Linked DNA regions of Mus musculus: regions 2, 3, 4 and 5 are each linked to region 1. Evidence: chromatin contacts called from public HiChIP or PLAC-seq, capture Hi-C and promoter capture Hi-C data. All regions are on one chromosome and are shown on one strand. The core of a region is the stretch at or near the end of the contact, and the rest is flanking DNA. Distances in the headings are between cores, read along the strand shown.

The links. Promoter capture Hi-C pulls out the DNA fragments that hold promoters and counts their contacts. HiChIP or PLAC-seq counts read pairs in DNA pulled down with a chosen protein or histone mark. Capture Hi-C pulls out chosen DNA fragments and counts their contacts.
Region 2: a contact with region 1 is called in a promoter capture Hi-C map of liver, with 2.9 times the contacts expected there. The contact joins the promoter of Llph here to the promoter of Mdm2 in region 1. A contact is called at or near these places in 3 of 39 promoter capture datasets (hippocampal neurons, liver and pre-B cells), 3 of 115 datasets of contacts at active chromatin or transcription factors (astrocytes, embryonic stem cells and large pre-B cells) and 1 of 9 other capture datasets (adipose tissue).
Region 3: a contact with region 1 is called in a capture Hi-C map of macrophages, with 6 times the contacts expected there. The contact joins the promoter of Irak3 here to the promoter of Mdm2 in region 1. A contact is called at or near these places in 2 of 39 promoter capture datasets (hippocampal neurons and pre-B cells), 2 of 115 datasets of contacts at active chromatin or transcription factors (astrocytes and embryonic stem cells) and 1 of 9 other capture datasets (macrophages).
Region 4: a contact with region 1 is called in an H3K27ac HiChIP or PLAC-seq map of embryonic stem cells, with 4 times the contacts expected there. The contact joins the promoter of Helb here to the promoter of Mdm2 in region 1. A contact is called at or near these places in 1 of 39 promoter capture datasets (pre-B cells) and 2 of 115 datasets of contacts at active chromatin or transcription factors (astrocytes and embryonic stem cells).
Region 5: a contact with region 1 is called in a promoter capture Hi-C map of liver, with 4 times the contacts expected there. The contact joins the promoter of Tmem19 here to the promoter of Mdm2 in region 1. A contact is called at or near these places in 2 of 39 promoter capture datasets (hippocampal neurons and liver) and 1 of 115 datasets of contacts at active chromatin or transcription factors (embryonic stem cells).

Annotation. Positions count from the first base shown.
Region 1 is chr10:117,709,256-117,712,182 of GRCm38.p6, reverse strand. Mdm2 (transformed mouse 3T3 cell double minute 2) reads left to right here and starts at 1,425. Exons shown (of 12, transcript NM_010786.4): 1 at 1,425-1,631; 2 at 2,155-2,237; 3 at 2,399-2,483. The coding sequence starts at 2,403.
Region 2 is chr10:120,225,597-120,228,523 of GRCm38.p6, reverse strand. Llph (LLP homolog, long-term synaptic facilitation (Aplysia)) reads right to left here and starts at 1,464. Exons shown (of 3, transcript NM_025431.2): 1 at 1,401-1,464; 2 at 321-550. The coding sequence starts at 543.
Region 3 is chr10:120,200,104-120,203,030 of GRCm38.p6, reverse strand. It overlaps Irak3 (interleukin-1 receptor-associated kinase 3), which reads left to right and starts at 1,434. Exons shown (of 12, transcript NM_028679.4): 1 at 1,434-1,704. The coding sequence starts at 1,572. Gm38500 (predicted gene, 38500) reads right to left here and starts at 1,441. Exons shown (of 3, transcript NR_166661.1): 1 at 1,182-1,441; 2 at 836-929; 3 at 1-83.
Region 4 is chr10:120,111,395-120,114,321 of GRCm38.p6, reverse strand. Helb (helicase (DNA) B) reads left to right here and starts at 1,357. Exons shown (of 13, transcript NM_080446.2): 1 at 1,357-1,637. The coding sequence starts at 1,460.
Region 5 is chr10:115,360,885-115,363,811 of GRCm38.p6, reverse strand. Tmem19 (transmembrane protein 19) reads left to right here and starts at 1,545. Exons shown (of 7, transcript NM_133683.4): 1 at 1,545-1,760; 2 at 1,853-2,003. The coding sequence starts at 1,874.

The sequences.
Region 1 (2,927 bases), core at 176-2,675:
AGGTTATCAATGTTACTCAAATTAGCTTTAAATTGCTCAACTCAAGCTATCCTCCTGCCTCAGCTTCCTGATTATCTTTGACTGTGCAAATGTGCCACCACCCCTGGTTTTAAGTCCTTTAAGATCTGGGGCTTTTGCTTTGGGGACCGAGGACTGAACAATGCAGGACCTTCTCGGTGCCACACACCCTCCGTTCTTAGATGTACCTTAAAAGGTGGACCCAGACGGCTGTTGCTCTGTACCTGGGATTACACGCACACCATTATATCTGGCCTTATCAATGCTTTTCTTTGACCTGCGTCCACACTGCCTAAAGCAGCGTCCAGGCCAAACTCCTATACCTTATAATGCTATCTTGGGCCCTCAAGATGACTAACAATTAGAAAGTTTGTAAACACTGGAGTGTATGTGTTGAAAAGGCCAGGCTGATTTCATGACAAGTTTCAAACTGGCAGTTAAGGGGACTAGGCCTAAATCTCTGTTTCCAAGAACTGGGCAATTCCGGGCAAGTCCGGGCCTCAGAAGCTGCCCCGCCTGAGGCAAGGACAATGGGTCAGCAGCAGTTTCCAGACTTTCTCAGCCAAAAGTTTCCAGCCCTCTCACCCCGGGAATGGAATGTCCCTAAAGATGGACCCAATAGATTAACATAGAGGTCACCTATCCCAGAATTCGCTAATATGCTTTATGTCAGGTCTGCAAACTCACTTGGGTGTCTCTATCTTAGTAATGGGGAGAGGAGACACCAGAATGCTGACTTCTGCAGATTAAAACATTCTTTGCGTTTACATACTATGAGCCCAAGGTGTCATGGACCCTAACAGTCTTTGAATTTTTTTTTTTAATTTTAACTTTAATTATGTGTATGTCTGTGCACACAGGTGCGGTTGCTCATGGAGACCAGAAGAGTGTGTTGAGTACCCTGCAATGACAGAATTTGTGTGGCGTGAGTGACTGAAAACCTAAAAAGGAGCTGTATGCACTCTTGACCATGGAGCTATTCATTTTTTATTCATTATTATTTATTCACTTTCCACCCCGCTCTCCGTTCCCTTCTGGGACACCCCCTTCTCACAATTTCCTCCCCGTCCCACTCCACCCTCTCTCACCTTGCCTATTTTTAAAGTCTTAAAAAAAAATCACTCATTTGTATACAACTTCAGCTGCTGGCGGGATGGATTTAAAAATACTACCCAGCTGTTAGTCTTGCTTTTCTTTTGGTAGCAGCAGCAGTCGGATAGGAACTTGCCTAGCGACCATTGCGGTTTCGAGCGGTAAACACAACCGCGCGGCCCCTCCCCACCTCCTGCGCGCTCCGGCACCGGGCGGCCGCTAAGCCCCGCCCCCCGCCTCCTATTGGTCCAGGAGGCGGCGTCGGGCGTGCGCGCGCGCACGCCCCGATGCCCGGATGGCCCGTGGCTTCCGGCGTTCTCTCCGCGGACGGTAGGGGGCGCTCGTCACAGAACTCTGCTTTGTTAACGGGGCCTCCGGGGCCAGCGTAGCCTAGGAGCGGCCGGTGAGGAGCCGCCGCCTTCTCGTCGCTCGAGCTCTGGAGCGACCATGGTCGCTCAGGCCCCGGCCGCGGGGCCTCCGCGCTCCCCGTGAAGGGTCGGAAGATGCGCGGGAAGTAGCAGGTACCCGCTCCGTGGGCGGCGGAGAGTCCCGATCATTCCCTCTTTTCCGCGCCCTCCGGGGCCTACTCGTAACCCGGGCCGGCTCGTGGGGTCGCGGGGCACGAGGCTGGGCGACCGTTTGCCCGCGCTGGGCCCTGATGTCATTCTGCGGCCGGGGGTGTGCGTGTGGGTGGGAGTGGGGGGTGGGGTGGGAGATGGCGCGGTTAGCACGGCGCATGCGCGGGAGGGGACGGAGGGAGGGGGAGGAGGGAAGAGCGGGGGTCTCCCAGCAGGCCCCGCGCGCGGGGGGCCCGCTCCGGGGTCGCGCTGGGCTCGTTGCTGGGGTCCAGGAGGTGACAGGTGCCTGGTCCCGGACTCGCCGGGATGCGGCTTCCGGGACGGGTGGGACTGGGCTGGGCCGAGTTGACTCAGCTCTTCCTGTGGGGCTGGTCAAGTTGGGACACGTCCGGCGTCGGCTGTCGGAGGAGCTAAGTCCTGACATGTCTCCAGCTGGGGTTATTTAAACGCTGCCCCGTTTCCGCAGCCGTCTGCTGGGCGAGCGGGAGACCGACCGGACACCCCTGGGGGACCCTCTCGGATCACCGCGCTTCTCCTGCGGGCCTCCAGGTAAGGGACAGCTCGCCGACGTCGTTTTGCATTTGAGAGCTATTGCCGAAAGACGTTTTCTGTCTCCTTCGTAAATGCATGTATCTATTTGTCCCTTTTCGTAGATGTTTTATAATTTCAAGTTTTTATCGTGTGTGTTGTTGTTTTTTTTCTACTTGTAGGCCAATGTGCAATACCAACATGTCTGTGTCTACCGAGGGTGCTGCAAGCACCTCACAGATTCCAGCTTCGGAACAAGAGACTCTGGTTGGTATTTCTGCCTCGAGTGTGTAAATATAGCTTGTTTTACCAGGTAATCGAGGAAACAAAATTGAAACCTGGATTATCGCACAGTCGTTTTAAGTATTTACCTACAAACTCTTAACTTTCTCGATTGCAATTGCATTAGAGAGTGGTCACTGCGACCTATATTTCCACAGCCCTTCCCCTGACGCAGGCTTTAGAAGTGCACAGTGTGTGGGTGCTGCTGGTTGTGACATGATGTTCTATCACTGTTCTAAATGGTAAACCGAAAGTCATAGAAGCATCCGTGCTTTTTGTGAGGATTTTAGTTATGAGAGGAATGCATAAAATATATAAAGTTCCAGTCTTTGCTCTGTATCTCTTTAAGTTTTCTACTTTATATTAGCATATAAAGGTGTTCTACAGCTTGTCAGTAAGTTACAAAATTACTTTTAATAGCTGCATAGG
Region 2 (2,927 bases), core at 215-2,714, 2.5 Mb before region 1:
CTGAGAGGAACGAGAGGATCCAGGAGCCGAGAGAAGCACGGCCGAGACGGCAGTGTTATATGGGAGTGAGAGGGAGGCTTGTGAAGTGGAGACACTTGGGGGTTGGGGGGAGGAGCTGAGAGGAACCAGGGTGCCAGCATGTACTTTATTATCTAATAAGCTCCACAGCTAGCCATTTGTCCCCAGTTTCTTTTGGACTTGACACTAGGGACAAGTAGAATGGGTAGAAGACGGCTTTAAAAAGACAGAGAGAGACCGACCCCTAAGAGAAAAGTGGATCATTTTTTAGAAAAACCATGTAAATGAAGACCGAGGCTCACCCTTTTCCTCATCTGCGCCGTCACACCGCCCTTCCTCACACTGCATTTTCTCCTGGCGAGGTTTGGCTACCACCACGGTTGCTATCTCCTCAACGTCTTTCATTAGAGCATCCCCGTCCACTCTGAGGATACTCTTCAGTCTGTTGAGCTCCCTTGGCGCATTCTTCTTTCTCTTCTCGGCCCGCATCTTCCTCTTCCACTTACTCCGCAGGCTTTTAGCCATGCTTCACCTGGCGGTGAACAGAAACACAAACAAAAGGTTTACTGCTCACACCCTTGACTGGCAAGGACGTGGCCAAGCAGCCTTCTCTTCAGAACTGGGACAGATGGAAGAGAAGTTGTGCTGTGCCCTCATGCTTAGCTTATGTAATAATCAGCGCAGAGCATGAAAGGACTAAGTCCGGACACGTCAGGCCCCTTTAAGTAGGAACAAGTCGTTAATTCAAGCCGTTCTCAAAGAGCAGCTATGCATAGTAGACACAGAAAGCGAACAGCTCCGCCTTAAAATCACCTATTGCGCTGTTCTTATCCAATATCCGTCACCACATCTTTAGTGTGAACTTTTAACAGCTTAAACCATAGCTCCCTGCCTTTTAAAGACTCCTCCCCTCGTGTATCAAAGCTCATCCCGCTCCTCTCGGGCCTCCGACTTACTCTCTAGCCCCACACGCACGCAAGCTCCAGTCCGCACAACGCCCACTTCAGGACCGTCACATCTCCGATCTAGGTCTGGAAATGGCTCTCCCTAAGGCTCGCTCTGATCCTCCGACTCCTGTCAGCTCCTTTCTACCAAGTTCGGCTTCAACCCGGAGCTACCGTCCCCGTCTGCGGACTGCGGGGCTGAGCCGGATCCCCCGGGGCCACCGCTCTGCTGCACACCGTACAGGTCACGAGAACCGTGGGGTGGCTGGGTGAGGTCCCCTGAGCGTCAGCAATCACCAGTGGTCCGTGTGCGGGACCCCGAGCCTCGCCCTCCCGAGCCCCGCACCGAGCGAGGATGCGGTCAGGTCTCGCCGCGGAGGCAGGGTCCGAGCCAGTCCTTCACGCCGCGGAGTTGAGTCCAAAGCCCACGCAACTCACCTGAGAGACAACACCGCGCACCACGCGTGGGACGCCAACCGGAAGTACAGGCGCTTCCGGCTTCCGTTCAGGGGCCAGCGCACAGCATGCCGGGATCCTTGAGAGGCGTGGTCTTTGGGGAGGCGTGGTCAACCAGCTGTCTCTGTCATCCCGAGGCTTTGGCTGACCCCTACACCTACAGGAGAAAGTTTAAGGAATTTCCTGTCGGGAGTGGCAAATTATAAATCAAAGCATCTCAAAGCCTTGGATGGGCCAAGCCTGGCCGGGGGCCCTGTCTGTGACAGCCTCACGAGAAAGGATACCAAAGGGATTGCTCAGCTCTGATCATCCTGGAGCCCTTTCTGAGTTTTGTTTTTGTTTAATTGCAGTCTAGAAATTTTCTCATTTCGGCTGAGGATCCTAGGAGGTACGCGGCTGTGAGGATGTATCAAATTGTACAACTTAAATACGTCACGTCGACTGCATGCCAGTTATATTTCAAAGTGTCACCCAACAGAATAATCTTTCCTTATCCCCACGAATTTAAAGGGTAAAACAAGCTATTTCAACCAATGTTGATCTGTCCAAACTATTACATACCTGAGACAAAGCTAACCTAGGGTGAATGAGTTTACAAAAAAAGGTGTGGTTTTTGCATGTGCTTCTAATATTGCACAAGCTATGGGCGATACGCAAGTCTCTTTAACACTTGTGAAAGATAAGAAGAGTGTCTTAGGGCCTAGATAGTACCTCATTCATTGATCTTCAGTGGGTGATTAGGCAACAAACGTTAACTACCCAGACTTACCTGGAAACAGTGTTTTCAACAGATCACCACATTCAAGCATGTATGTGTACCACATGTGTGCCTGGTACCAGAAGAGGCCAGAAGAGGCCATCTCATCCCTTGAACTGGATTTACAGTTGGTTGTGAGTCACCACAGGGGTGCTGGGAACCAGTTTTACTTAGTTTTACTTCCATTACTGTGAAGACACCATAACCAAAGCAACTCTTAAAAAGTAAAACATTTATTTGGGACTGGCTCACAGTTTCAGAGGTTCAGTCCATTGTCGTCATAGCAGGAAGCATGACAGCATGCAGGCAGACATGGCGCTGGAGAAGCCCAGATCTGAAGGCAGCCAGAGGTTCTCTTCTGAACTGGCTGGAGCTTGAGCACTAGGGACCTTAAAGCCCACCTACACAGTGACACACTTCATCCAATAAAGTCACACCTATTCCAATGAGGCCTCACCTCCCAATATTGCCACTTCCCATGAGCCAAGCATATCCAAATCACCACAGAACTGAACCCAGGTCTTCTGCAAGAGCAAGAGGTGCTCTTAACCACTGAACCAGGTCTCCAGCCCCCTTTATAAGTGATGACTTATAAAATCCCTGTTTAATTGCTAGAAGAGCTGTGTCTTTTTGAAGAAACCATGCATATAGTGGAGCAAGCACTGAGATTTTTAACCCAGGAAAAATACAGTTGGCATTATAACAAGAGGAAGCGTGCATGCCCTGGGTTTGAAAAATCAACCTTACAGATG
Region 3 (2,927 bases), core at 185-2,684, 2.5 Mb before region 1:
GATTATGTCATTGGAGGCGTGGCTTTGGAGGGTGTATCTTGCCCCCAATCTCTTTCTCCTTGCCTCATGCCGCATTAGAAGACCTGGTGATGCAAACATTTTGAGTGTTACTGTTATTGTTATAGTGAGGATATTAAACATCCTCTGACTGCCCATATACTAAAAGCTTGCTTGCCAGCCTACAGTGCTGATAGGCGACTGAACCGGAACCAGATAGGTCTTAGTGCAAATAAATCAGATCCCTTGAAGGGAATTTGGTACCCTGGCCCTGTCCCCCTTCCTCCCTCCCTCTCTCTCATTTCCTGCCGCCATGGATCACTTACGCTATGACACTTTGGCTTCTCAGAGACCTCAAAAGACATTGGGGTCAAGCAACCATGGACTGAAGTTCCGAGGTTGTGTACCAAACAACTTCTTCTTTTGAAGCTGCTCGGTGGGGGCATTTTGTCAGAAAGCTAACACAACCACACATGGCGATTTCCTGTGCAGGCACACGTCTCAGGTTGCTTTTGTCTGGTCTAGAAAGTCAAAAAGAACCCTGTATCAATCTTCTCTCCCTCTGATGCTCAGCATGGTGGCATAGAGACCCTTTTTGGGGTGTAGCCTGATAAAACCGTAGTCCTTAGAATGAGGAGACTTAAGAAGTTTTGCTCAAACAGTTCTAACTTTGCCACTGTGGGTACTGAATGCCCAGGCACCATTGCTGCTGACCGCCAGGGGGCGCCATTCCAAAGACAAGCTCAGGGGATTGAAACAGGAGTTTGTTTTTCAGTGCCTGGTTATCATAAAATCTCCCACTTCATTTTCCCACCTCCTTTGTCAGTAGTATCCGTACCGTTCCTGCGGTGGTCATTACAGCATAAACGGTAGAATATTTCAACACACCAGCCAATGTTTCCTAAACTTCATTTTGCAAACTCGTTGAAGCACTGCGAGGAAAGAAAGGGAGACTGTAGTAAAACCAAGCGGCACGACGGCAGGGGTTGCCTTCTGCAGCAAGGATGAGCAGTTTGTTTGCCCAGGTTTGGCCTGTTTGTTGTGGTTTTCTTTTTATGTCCATTTCGCCCGGCGTGTACACGTTTCCTTCCGTTTAAAGTTATTTGGCAAAAACGTGTTTCTCGGTGAGCACGCATTTCTTTCCTGACGGGACAAAGAGAAACTTTAAAAGATGTAACACAAACCTCTTAGATCCATCGTGGCCAGGAGGCCGCCCGTCCCAGAGCAGCAGAGGGGTGGCGGCTTTCCCGGATTCCAGCCGCTGTTCCCCGCCCTCATTTTCTTGGCTGGTCTCCTGGGTCATGTCCCAAGACGGGGACGGACAGAACGGTTCATAACAAAGATGACCTGGGGTGCGGCGCGCAGGGTCGCGGGACAGCGGCTAGGAGCAAGGGCAGCCCAGGTCTCGCAGGGCGCATCCCTGGGGAGCGGCTCCCTACGTCACGTGGGGCCCGCCCTGCGACGGCGTGTTGCAAGCTCCGGGCAGCCGTCGTGGAGCTGAATTTCCGCGGTTGTGAAAGGCGGTGACAGCGGCGACCTCCCTGCTTCTCTGCGTGGGGTCCCGGGACTCCGCGATGGCCGGCCGGTGCGGGGCCCGTGGCGCGCTGTCGCCACAGTTGCTGCTCTTCGACCTGCCGCCCGCACTGCTGGGAGAGCTTTGCGGGATCCTGGACAGCTGCGATGGCCCGCTCGGCTGGCGGGGCCTGGGTGAGTGCGACTCAGACCTGCCGGTCCTCCCCCGCGAGGGACTCAGCAAACCCGGGGACCTGCCACTCACTCTCCTTCCCTCTCTGACAGTGGGGTACTGCTGTATCAAGTTAGGGGATTGGGTATGTCAGATGTCAAGAAAGCATCCCGTGCTGGGAAGAGATTCTCGCTTCACTCGGTTTGCAGTGTGCGCAGCAGTATGCAAATATTACCGTATGCAGGGCATGGCTACTGGCTCTACAACCCCTACATCAGATTTTTTTAATATTATAACTTCTTTTTTGAGATGCCGCTCAGTTGCTAGAGTGCTTACCTATAGATGTATGAAGCTGCATGTTCGATTCCCTAGCTTGGAATAAAACAGACAGTGGTAGTGCCAGTCATTGAGAGGTAGAAGTAGGCAGGACAGATGCTCAAGAGCATCCTCTCCTTGTAGAGAGTTCCTAGCTGGCTTGGGAAACATGAGACGCCATCTCAAAAACAAAAAGCAAACTTACTTTCTTTTCTTTCCTTTCTTTCTTTCTTTCTTTCTTTCTTTCTTTCTTCCTTCCTTCCTTCCTTCCTTCCTTCCTTCCTTTCTTTCTTTCTTTCTTTCTTTCTTTCTTTCTTTCTTTCTTTCTTTCTTTCTTTCTTTCTTTCTTTTCTCCTTTCCTTCTTCCTTCCTTCCTTCCTTCCTTCCTTCCTTCCTTCCTTTCTTTTAGAACTTTAAGATATCTATTCTTTGGTGTTTTTTGTGTGTGTATCCCACACTCCTCCCGCATCTAGAAGACAAATTCCAGGAACCAGTTCTCTCCTTCCACCACGGGATCCTGGGACAGAACTCAGATGGCATGCATAACCCACTTCGCTGTTTCCAATAAGTCTCCAATAATCTATAAGGGAAATGCTGTTTGCGGTGGATGTGATTTCCACTTTTCTTTCTTTCTTTCTTCCTTTCTCTCTCTCTCTCTCTCTCTCTCTCTCTCTCTCTCTCTCTCTCTCTCTTTCTTTCTTTCTTTTTAAGATTTATTTATTATATGTAAGTACACTGTAGCTGCCTTCAGACACTCCAGAAGAGGGCACCAGATCTCGTTACGGATGGTTGTGAGCCACCATGTGGTTGCTGGGAATTGAAGTCAGGACCTTCCGAAGAGCAGTCAGTGCTCTTTAACCACTGAGCCATCTCTCCAGCCCCGATTTCCACTTTTCTTAATTAAATGTTTTTTGCTTATTTGCCAAATCTA
Region 4 (2,927 bases), core at 108-2,607, 2.4 Mb before region 1:
CTGCTCTTCCAGAGATAGGTCCATTCCCAGCACCCACGTGACAACTAAGTATACAGCCTGGAAGTTTTGCTTTGGGTATGCAGAGTGCACAGACACATATGCTAGCAAAAAAAAAAAAAAAAAAAAAAAACCTCACGCACATGAAAAAAAAAGGAATCTAAAAGAAAGATGCCTGTGCGTATTCGTTATGGTTGATCCTATGCACGTGACATTTGGGTATGACAAATGCCTTTATTAGAAACCAGCAACACAGCTTTGGGGTTTAATAAAAACATAGTTTTTAGGATTAACGTTAGGATAATTACATAATAAACAATAACCTTAAAGTAAAATAGTATTTTATAGCGCCCCTTAAAGGGCACCGCGACTTTTAAACACTATCCATCTAGAGAACCGCGGCCGCAGTATTCAGCTTTTGTTCTTTTTTTTTTCTTTTCTTCTTTTTTTCTTTCGAGACAGGGTTTCTCTGTATAGCCCTGGCTGTCCTGGAACTCACTTTGTAGACCAGGCTGGCCTCGAACTCAGAAATCTGCCTGCCTCTGCCTCCCTAGTGCTGGGATTAAAGGCATGCGCCACCAAGCCCGGCTGTTCTTTTTTTTTCTATCTCAAGTCTGCATATTCTCTGGGCTACAAGTCCCCACCTTTTGCTTTACTGAAAACAGGAACTAGGGCGGTGGACCTAGAGTGTGTTCCAGGTCAGCCAGGGCTACACAGAGAAACCCTATCTCGAAAAAACAACAAAACAAAACAAAACAAAACAAAACAAAACAAAACAAAACAAAAAGAAGTCGAGGAGAGTAGTATATAAACGGGAAAGAAAGCCAGTGGTTTCCAAAGCGGGAAAAGCATAAAAATGGACAACCCAGGTCATGCATTAAAAATGAGAAAGTACATCACAACTTTAACTCCCAATGCAGAGGATATATACAAAGGGACCTAGTTATCTACTTGGATAAATGCCCTCCCTACATGATGTAAATTCAACTTCTCCGCGGCGCTTTTACGTGTAAGGAGGCACCTAGCCGTCGCCACCACGCTCTCCGGATTGGAGATTCACTCTTTTGGGTAGTGCCCCAAGGTCTTTAGAGGCCTCTGCTGTGTTCTTTTTAAGAGAGCGGGCAGAGGATGCCCTGCTTTCCCGGGGTTCTCTGCGCCCAAGAGTCGTGACCTTTCACCACGTCTCCTTCTCCGCAGGAAACGCCCAGCACCTCTAAAAAGAGCAGTTCTGAAACTGTCAGCAGCCAGCCCGCCGTGGTACCTCCCAGCCTGCTGGTCCCGCCTGTCACCAGTCTCCTCCTTTGGGGCGGAGCATCGCTCAGACCACGCCCCCATACCGCCCGCCTCCTGGATGTTCCCGGAAGCTGACCGGCTTACCCGGGTCGAGTTGATTGGTTGCAGTTTTGGACACCGCGCGCCAGGTTTTGTAGAGTTGTTTTGAGCCAAGTTCGCCGAAGAGATAATGGCTAGGCAGGATCGTCTGCGCGAGCTCCTGGGCCCTCTGCACCCGTACAAGAGCGACGACGAGGAGGAGGATTGTGCGCAGGAGGAGGAGGGGGAGCAGGAGGAGGAGTTTGTGGATGCCGAGGAACTCTGCAGCGGGGGCATCAAGGCGGGCAGCCTCCCTGGGCGCGCGCGAGGTGAGCCAGCGCCAGCCGGGCCGGGTTGGCAGGGGTCAAAGAAGTATTTTCGATTCTCACTGCCCGGCACCCAGCGTCCTTGACTGTTGACAGACAGACCTGTGGTGTGACTGGCTGCTTCACCGTACTTAGATGTGGTAGTAATAGTCGTAATGACTCAGAGCACATACTGTGTTAAGCTTGGTTTTTTCATATATCGTCTCGCTTAAAGTTAACAGTTGGGGGTAGTTTTACAGTCGAGGAAATAGATGCACCCTCATTCCCACCCAGAAACAGAATCCTTTAATTATTGTACCACGCTGGCTGAATAAGAGACGGAGTTGCTGTTAAGCAACTTTGAGAAAAAGAGCAAGCGCGCGGAAACACACGGCCACACACACACACACACACACACTCACATACACACAGATTTACACATATACATACACACATACATAAACACACTCATACACATTTACACACATACACTTACACATACATATACATGCCCACACATTCACACATACATGTTCATACACACACACACACACACACACATTGTATTTTCATGGTCTAGTACAGTAATAGCTGCTGACCAGGACCATGTGTGGCAACTGACCATTGGCAATTTAAACACAACTTTGGCTGTGTTTGAAATTAAATAGAAAGGATTACATGTTGATGGAAGTGTAACTGGCTATCCTGGCCAAGCATTTGCTACTGGGACAGGCCAGGGAGAGAAAATGGCGAAGTTGCTGTCTCAGTGGAAATACTACTTGTGAATTAAGCAGCCATTTTGGTTTTTTTTTTTTTTTGAGATTTATTTATTTTGTGTACATGAGTGCTCTATCTGCATCTATACCTGCATACCAGAAGAGGGCATCAGATCCCATTATAGATGATTGCGAACCACCATGTGGTTGCTGGGAATTGAATTCAGGACCTCTGGCAGAGCAGCCAGTGCTCTTGGCTGAGCCATCATGTCTATAGCACCTAGGCAGACATTCTTTAATCAGAGAAGTAACCCCAACTTAGTACTTAGTACCAGACAGCACTTGGAGAAGTGACATTCATGAGATGCAGACACGGCTTTGCTAAAGAAGTCCGCTGAGCTGAGCTCTGTGGTAACTGTAGGAACTGGCCAGGAGCAGCATGTACCTCTGAGTAACTTCATGCAGAGGGAGGCACCATGGAAAATTCTTTAAGACCTACATAAAGGCTGATACTGGCTAAGGCGGCGGTAATAGGGAGACTGGATTTAGAAGAATCAGATTCATGGCTTGAATTGTGCCTACTTCAGCAACACCCAGA
Region 5 (2,927 bases), core at 296-2,795, 2.3 Mb after region 1:
GGGACTGGCACAATAGTACCCATGTATAAAAGGTGAAATCAGTCCCAAGACTCGGATTATCTGAGAATAGGATGGTCTGCTGTATAAATGAATGGACAGGATACACACCCTTGAAATTGTAGAGGAATTTTAATCCAGCAAGATGGCTCCTCTAGCAAGGGATTACATCCAAAGACCTAGATCTTTATGATCTGGCTAGATCGCAGACAGGCCACATCCCTTTAACCCCTCTGCCTGGAACACGGATACAACCTGAGTACAGTCCTTTAAGGTCAAATTCGTTTTTAGAAGGAAGGAGCCAGGTGTGAAAGTGATGTCTAATTGAGGGCCAGACAAAGTAACAAAGATCGAAAGATTTGACAGAATGAGTCAGAGACAGAATGCATCTTACAAGGACAGCACAGGAAAGAGAAGCTATTTTAAGAGCCCCAGTGCAGGGAGAGACAGCTAGTCAGAGGTGGGAGGCAGTGCCAGGAGTGCGGTGCAGTTGCAGTTGAGTTCGGGTTGTGGTTTTTGTTTGTTTCAAGTCTATGAAGTTCATTGCAGGTGAGCAGAGTCAACTAAAGCCAGAGAACAAGAAGGAGCCAGGTGATTAGAACAAAATGCCAGAGTTGTTTGAGGCTAGGCAGAACAATTCAATGGGAACTTGAGAGAAGCCAGATTGAATCAGGCAGCTTGGTGAGGAGTTTGAGCCAGAACAGCTAGGTTGAACCAGACAGCCAGAGTTCTAGAAAGAACTATAAAGGGTGAGCTTATTCAACAGTGAGCCCTACAAGAGGACAATACATCAGACGAATAAGTTACTTTTACAGATAGAGTGGATGGGGACAGACACTTCCACAATGTGTGTTAGAACAGTAATTATACAAAAGCTCAACCGTGGGAACTATATTTATGTTTACATACCGCAGTACCAGTTGAGTCTGGCCCAGGTTAAGAGCCAAGCCATTGTTTTAAGCTACTTTCTAAGTAATTTCGCTTCTAACGATAAACTCCTACGTCGTCCACACCCTATCGCCTGGTATGAATGCTTCATAAGTTACAACCCATTACTGGCTCTAAATTCACTCGCAGTTCATTATTCCATCAATGGCAGGTTTTAGTGACCCACACCACCCTTACTGGTGACATTTTTTTTTTCAAGTCTAGGCTGTCCACAAATCCCAAGACCTAATTTGTCCTAACGTCTATTTTGGAGGTGCTTTAGAAACAGCACTCCGACCCGCAAAGAGACACTAAGCAAACTCAAGCCGGGTTTCCGCCTCGACGAGTCACGTGAGCGGAGCAGGGCTGCTGCGCATGCGTACACGGAGGGAGTCGCGGAGAGACCAGAGCGACTCCCGGGGCAGCGGGGTGGGGACGTAAAGGCGCTCGCCCGCGCTGTTCCCAGCCTTGGTTCGCTTGCCCGGGCAGCGTACGGCAGAGGTGGAGCTGGGGCAGACTTGGAGCAGGGGCCCAGGGGGCGGAGCGCGCCGTGCGGGGGCGGAGCTCGGGGGGGGGGTCCGAGGGCGGGGAGGGGCGGGGCTCCGCGGTGCTGGCCGCTCATTGGCCACCGGTCGTTTGTGCTCCTTCCGGGTCCCTCTAGGTGGGAGCTGCCGGCCTCCCTGCTGGCCTGGCGGGTCCTCTGTGCATCCTCCCTGCACCTTCTTTTTCCAAGGGCGGCGTTAACCTCCCCGGGTCGAGCCGGAGCGCTGCGCCTGCAGCAGTGACTAGACGTTTTGGATTTACGATTCTATTTTGTCGTTCGGTTGGTGGAAGATGTTGGTATTTCTCTATGCCTCTAAAGGAGTATTGTTGCAAGAAACTTGAATGACTTGGTTCATCTGAAATGCTATCTATTCCCCCCCCTCAGGTGCTCGTAGCTCTATTTTCCATGACAGATAGTGACGACACTACGTGCAAAAGGTATATAAAGATGATTACCAATATAGTAATACTGAGCCTGATCATTTGCATTTCCCTAGCGTTCTGGATTATGTCAATGACTGCTAGCACCTATTATGGTAAGTAAAAGTGTTTTAAGTTTTGCTAGAAGTTAATGGGTGGAATTTTAAACTACGACTTCAAAATCCAAAAAATATGTAAATGGTTAAGAACAGTTATGTTCACTGCCGAAACCTGAATCTGGTTTGCTACGGTGATAAGATAAACAATGTCTAGAGAACTTTACAGCCTTCCATGATGTTTCTTGTGCTGATATTTAATGATACCTATCACAAAACGCATGTCTCAAATAATTACTTCTGTTTACCTTAGTTGGGGGGGGGGGAGACATAAAAGGTAGTTTTGTGAAACAATTTGGGGGATGCTTATCTTTTTAAGATTTGCCATGGTGTAGCGGTTTCATAATCCCGTGAGAATAACAAAGGAGGTACAGTCTTTTCATTTGCAAGTTGAAGAATTTGTCACTTCACACAAATAGATAGGTCTCGTGCAGACACTGTCCTCTTGCTCGTCCGGTTTGATCATCACCGTACCCTGCAGCCACTTGGTCTTTCCATTGGCTTCTTGGTACATCTTTGCTCTCATGAAGCCAAATCTTGCTGTCTTAGCTCCTACTACTGCTCCTGCTACTGAATTCTTCCTGATCCCTGTCTCAGCCTCCAGAGTATTGGGATTACAACCTCCAACCATCGTATATGACTTTACAGGACACTTCAACATAAGACAAGACTTTACGGACTTTTCTCCCTTAGTATATATTAATTGTACAAGCTGATGGATTTCATTTTGGCATTAATATATTCGGATTATATACCTTGGTCCTGTGATGGTTCTAAAGGATTATTTTGGATTTGGCTCTTAGAGTGGGGGGGGGGGTTAAATCCAGGGTTTTGCATATACTGTGCACCCATGCATGTGTTCAGAGGCTGCTCCATATCCAACTCTTGTTTGTTGCCTGTTTGGGTTGTTTTGTTTTAAGACAA